Linked DNA regions of Ovis aries: region 1 is linked to region 2. Evidence: chromatin contacts called from public Hi-C data. All regions are on one chromosome and are shown on one strand. The core of a region is the stretch at or near the end of the contact, and the rest is flanking DNA. Distances in the headings are between cores, read along the strand shown. Region 1 holds the start of GALNT4 (polypeptide N-acetylgalactosaminyltransferase 4). Region 2 holds the start of DUSP6 (dual specificity phosphatase 6).

Region 1 (2,725 bases), core at 19-2,518, 180 kb before region 2:
CTGGCCACGCCTGGAGCGCGGGGTTTGACTGGGGCGCCGTTGTTGTAGTGACCGGGAGGCGCTGCCGCTCCGGGCGGACGGTTCCGGGCACCGCACGGTCCCCCTTCCTACCCCGCCCCCTCCCTCCCCCCGGTTCCCCCTGCGGGCAGGAGCCGGGAGCTGAGCGCTCCCCCATGGCCTCCTCCCCGGTAAGGACGGGCTGCGGTGCGCCTCCCTGGAGCCGGTCCCGCGGGTTGGGGAGCCAGGTCGGGGCTACACCCGCACCTGGCGGGGCATGGAGGCAGGCGTCCTCAGCCGAGTCCCGACCCGCGAGCTCCGCGCCCCTCGCCCCGGGGCGCCCGTGACTCATCCCTTGCCCCCGGGGCACCGGGAGCGCCGAGCCCTGGCGGAGCCCCGGGTGCTCCTCCCCGAGCTCCGACCGCCCCGGCGGCCCCATGCCCCCCCCACCCCAGAATTCTCTTAGGGTTTCCGTGGAGCGCCTGCGTCAGAATCACCTGGGAGGTTTTTGAAAAGTACCGAAGCCGGGGGGCTCCGCCTCGCACCTGTGACCGCGAGCCTGCGGGCGGGGCCCCGGAACGTGCATTTCAATCGCTCTGCCCAGGTGGTCTCGGGCGGGCGCCCGCTCCTGGGCAGCGCGAACGGGGATTCCGCCCGCTCTGCGGGGGGAGGCTGCTGCTCGGCGTACACCCCAGTTAGCTGCGGCCGCGCGTGCTCGTTCGGGGTGCTGCTGCTCCCCCACAACCCTCCACCGATGTGGCCGTTCCCGGGCCGGCTCCCGCAGGAGGGGACCGCGCTCCTCTCCGACCCCCCCACATTCGAGGTCTGCACCTGCTTTCAAAACTTGACAACTTTCCTTCCCAGGAGGACCCGGTTCTGGAGCGTTACTTTAAGGGCCACAAAGCTGCGATCACCTCCGTGGACTTTAGCCCCAACGGCAAACAACTTGGTAAGTTTTCTTTTTTTTTCTTTTTTTGTGATGAGACGCTCAATCGGTAGGATTGCCGCCCGTCCAAGCTGGGTCCCCGGGAGCATCACGACTGAGGACCCAGATGGGTAGAATCGTGCGGAGAGCGGCCGAGATGCAGTTGGAGCGGGAGTGGACCCGAGTCCGGGGTCACCTTGGTGCTCCCGCCCCCGGCCCCGCAGAGTCGCCCACAGGCCTGGGCCCGGGCCTGGCCGACCACTGGCGCGAACTCGCCACCAGGGGGAGGAAGAGGGAAGGGGAGGGGTTTGTCCTCTGCCCGGGGAGGGTGGGGTGTTGTTGGCTGTAGAGTTTGTGAAAAGTTGTGAGGCAGGCAGGAGGAAGTGGGGAGAGAGGAGTTGGGGGTGCACCGGAGGCCGAGCCCCGCGGAGGTCCCAGGTGACCCCCAGGAAGTCCCCGCGACTGCCGAGGAGCCGAACGCCTGCATGAAAAGCGGGACCTGCTCGGAAGTTCGCTCCTACCTGAGCCCGGAGCTCAAGCGGCGGGTCCCGCAGCCCTTCCCCTGCGCGCGGTGACTCTGGTGGCCGCGTCCGCGCCCCAGCCATGAAGATCCGGATGGCCGTAAGGTGGACGTGGGCACGCAAAAGCTGCCTGCTGCTGGCGCTCCTAACAGTGGCCTACCTCCTGGTGGAACTCTCCGTCTCCACTTTCCATGCCTCCTTACGAGCCGGCGGTGCCCAGGAACCGGGGTCAAGACAGCTCTCAGAGCCGGGGAAGAAAGCAGTGGATTTGTCTCGACCGCTGTATGAGAAGCCCCCTGCAGATTCCCGTGCCCTTGGGGAGTGGGGGAAAGCCAGCAAACTCCAGCTCAGCGAGAGTGAACTGAAGCAGCAAGAGGAACTCATTGAGAGATATGCCATTAACATTTACCTCAGTGACAGGATTTCCCTGCACCGCCACATAGAGGATAAAAGAATGTATGAGTGTAAGTCCAAGAAGTTTAACTACAGGAGACTTCCCACCACTTCTGTCATCATCGCTTTCTATAACGAAGCCTGGTCGACTTTACTTCGCACCATCCACAGTGTTTTAGAAACTTCTCCTGCAGTCCTTCTGAAGGAGATCATCTTAGTCGATGACTTGAGCGACAGAGTGTATTTGAAGACACAGCTTGAAGCTTACGTCAGCAATCTGGATAGAGTCCGCCTGATTAGAACAAACAAGCGCGAAGGGCTGGTGAGGGCCCGTCTGATTGGGGCCACTTTTGCCACTGGCGATGTCCTGACTTTCCTGGATTGTCACTGTGAGTGTAATACTGGTTGGCTGGAGCCACTTTTGGAAAGGATTCATAAGGATGAAACAGTGGTCATTTGTCCTGTTATAGACACCATCGACTGGAATACTTTTGAATTCTATATGCAGACTGGGGAACCCATGATTGGTGGGTTCGACTGGCGTCTAACATTCCAGTGGCATTCTGTCCCCAAACATGAAAGGGACAGGCGTAAATCCAGAATTGAACCATTCAGATCGCCCACCATGGCCGGAGGACTGTTTGCGGTCAGCAAGAAGTATTTTCAGTACCTTGGAACTTATGACACTGGGATGGAAGTGTGGGGAGGTGAAAACCTGGAGCTGTCTTTCAGGGTGTGGCAGTGTGGAGGTAAACTGGAGATCCACCCCTGTTCCCACGTGGGCCACGTATTCCCTAAGCGGGCACCATATGCTCGGCCCAATTTCCTGCAGAATACTGCTCGGGCAGCGGAAGTCTGGATGGACGAGTACAAAGAGCATTTCTACAAC
Region 2 (3,074 bases), core at 225-2,724:
GCCGGCCGAGCGCGGGTCGCTGGTCTGGCCAGCACCTCCCCAATTACCTGCTGGCCATGCAGCGCAGGAGAGACGTTCCCCAGAATCCCCAGGTCGCCTCTGGAGCAGGGGACCCGGCACGCACTCCTCGCCCCATACCCGCACTAGGCAGAACTGGAGCCCAAAGTCCCACACTCGGCCTCCCACCGGTCCCCGGGGTCCCTAGACGCTCGGCGCCAGCTGAACTGAGCTGCGGAGGCGGCGGATGCTCACGAGGAACGCAACGCGCAGGAGGGGGCAGTGTTCCGCCAGTGCCCCGCGACTTGCAAGGGAGGGGGTTGCTGCCCCGGGAAGGAAGGGGCTGACCCGGCGCGGGTTGTCGGGGTGGCTCCGTTCTGACATGCCTCGGTCTACAGTAAACCAATCGCCGAGCCAACTTGAGCCCCCGCAGCCTGCAGGCCTTGCGGGAGGACTTCCCCCACGCTTTGAGGGTGGTGGGGACAGCCTGCCTGGCTCCGCGTGCCTCGGTGCACCTCGTCCATGCAGCCCCCCCAGGGAGGCTCCTGTGTCTGGAAGCTGAGCTCGCTGCTCAGAAATGATTAACGAGCACTACCACCCAGCGCGCAGTGGGTGACGGCGGGGACCGGGGAGGGGGTGCTTGGATCCCCAGAACAATGGCTTATAACGCCCCACGCCGCCCCAGAGAAATAAAAGCATCAGACTGCCCAACGACTTTGTTCCTGCCGTCTCCACTGGTTTTTAAGAAATTAATTAAAAAGCTGTTTTTTTTTAAAAAGGCTTGCTTCCTATTATCTGGACTTCCAAGCATTTGATTGCTTGCTTAAAAATGTTTCAACAAAATCCTGGTTTGTTTCAAAAGATGTTGGATTAGCATTTAACACCTCATCGGTCACTAAAACCCAGGCAGTTTACCAGCCCCAACAGAGCCTCGGCTAAAAGAACATCAGAGCAAACAGAGCCGGGCTTTTAAAACTGGCAAACAAATGCCACACACACTGCCTAAGGCGGGGGGAAGGGGGGCAATGGTGAACTCCAGTGCAAATGAGTTTAAAGGGAAGAAGTCAGCACAAGTTTCCCTAAAGCTAGCTTGCACTCACAGGCGTCGCGAACAAGGGCTTTTGTGCCCGCTAATTGCACCATTTGTGCGCGAAAGTTCCGACGCGAAGTGTGAACTCTCAACAGAAGGAAACACGAGACAACTGAAGTGCCCTGGTTTGTGTGCCCCGCTCCTCCTCCGCCGCCGCCTCCTCTTCTTTCTCCTTCCTCCCGCGGAGCCCGCTGTTGCAGCTTGTTTGCACTGGGGCTTATCCGGAGCGGAAATTCCTTTCCGTTTTTGTGAATGACAAACTCATTAACAATTCATCAACACAACCTGTTCCAGCCGGCCCGTCCCCACGGCAACAGCCCCTTCCGCAGAGCGCTCATTGGCTGGCCCGGAGAATGTATCCATTGAGACGCTCGCTGTTTGTATCCATTGAGGAGCTGCCTCGCGCAGGGGGTGTGCGAGCGCCGAGGCCAAGGGAGAGTGAGCAATCGAGGTTTGAATAATCCTAGGAGAAAGACGGCCGGGTGGATTTGAGGTGCAGTCTTGGAGGGAGGGATTAGGAGCCGCTGGACTTTCTTTTCTTTCCTCCCTTCTTAGTAGCACGGAGTCCGAATTAATTGGATTTCATTCACCCTGGAGGAACAAAACTGTCTGGGCAGCTTCATTCAGAGAGATTCATTGACACCGAGAACGAGCGGCTGCAGCCTGGTGCAGAGGGAACCGCCGGCTTCACTTCGGTCTCGCCTGCCCCAACCGCTATCCCGGCTTGGGAAGGGCGAGGTGGACTCCAACCCCGCTCCTAGAGCGGCGGCTTCCCGCGGCGCGCTCGGCCTCTGCCTGCCCCGAGGGGCGTCTGATAGGCACTCCGCCCTCTCCGGCAGCTCGACCCCCATGATAGATACGCTCAGACCCGTGCCCTTCGCGTCGGAAATGGCGATCAGCAAGACGGTGGCGTGGCTCAACGAGCAGCTGGAGCTGGGTAACGAGCGGCTGCTGTTGATGGACTGCCGGCCGCAGGAGCTGTACGAGTCGTCCCATATCGAGTCCGCCATCAACGTGGCCATCCCCGGGATCATGCTGCGGCGCCTGCAGAAGGGCAACCTGCCGGTGCGCGCGCTCTTCACGCGCGGCGAGGACCGGGACCGCTTCACCCGGCGCTGCGGCACCGATACCGTGGTGCTCTACGATGAGAGCAGCAGCGACTGGAACGAGAATACTGGCGGCGAGTCGGTGCTCGGGCTGCTGCTCAAGAAGCTCAAGGACGAGGGATGCCGGGCGTTCTACCTGGAAGGTACGAGCCGGGGAGCTCTGCGCAGGGGGGGCCAGGCAGAGGACACCGGGCTGCGGGCTGCAGGCCGGGCGCTCGGCCGGCGCTTCTGAACCCACTGCTGCGCCAGGGGTTGTCTGCCTGTCCCCCGGCTGCGAACCTCGCGCGTCCCGCACCCACGAGCTTGGCCCGCGAGGAACCGGCCCGCTTCCGGCCGCACTCTTGGGCCATTTCTTTCCGACCACCTCTGTTTCCTACCCAAAATGTCCTCCACCTTTCCCTACTTTCTGTCATTCGGTTTTTGATTCAGATTTTGCAGGACGGTTGTGGTGCAGGTTGGCACCTTCTACCCCTTCAAGATATTCGGAAAAGTTGCCATTTTGTGCATTTCCGGATTCAAAAGAATGAGGGTTCCCAGGGGAGGCGGGCGCGTTCGTTCTGTTCCCAAGGGCGCACATTTAAGTATTTTTCTCTTATATTTGGTTTCGCGTGTAGGGACGTTGGTAGGGTTCTGTGGTGTGTTTCTGCGTGCGGCTGCGGCTCTCAAAGCTGTGAAAACTACTACGGGATCTCGGGTTACATGATTGTTTTTCTCCTCCTGGCAGGTGGTTTCAGTAAGTTCCAAGCCGAGTTCGCCCTGCACTGCGAGACTAATCTAGACGGCTCGTGTAGCAGCAGCTCGCCACCGTTGCCAGTACTGGGGCTCGGGGGCCTGCGGATCAGCTCCGACTCCTCCTCGGACATTGAGTCTGACCTTGACCG

The links. A called contact is a pair of places that touch in the nucleus more often than the background predicts.
Region 1: a Hi-C map of tail adipose tissue shows a contact between it and region 2, with 4 times the contacts expected there. The contact joins the promoter of GALNT4 here to the promoter of DUSP6 in region 2. A contact is called at or near these places in 2 of 16 Hi-C or Micro-C datasets (hypothalamus and tail adipose tissue).

The regions. Positions count from the first base shown.
Region 1 is chr3:125,887,876-125,890,600 of ARS-UI_Ramb_v3.0, reverse strand. It overlaps GALNT4 (polypeptide N-acetylgalactosaminyltransferase 4), which reads left to right and starts at 1,268. Exons shown (of 1, transcript XM_004006246.6): 1 at 1,268-2,725. The coding sequence starts at 1,526. It overlaps POC1B (POC1 centriolar protein B), which reads left to right and starts at 132. Exons shown (of 11, transcript XM_060414018.1): 1 at 132-188; 2 at 862-946. The coding sequence starts at 174. It overlaps LOC132659615 (a long non-coding RNA gene), which reads right to left and starts at 12. Exons shown (of 3, transcript XR_009600203.1): 1 at 1-12.
Region 2 is chr3:125,706,326-125,709,399 of ARS-UI_Ramb_v3.0, reverse strand. It overlaps DUSP6 (dual specificity phosphatase 6), which reads left to right and starts at 1,474. Exons shown (of 2, transcript XM_027967193.3): 1 at 1,474-2,336. The coding sequence starts at 1,937.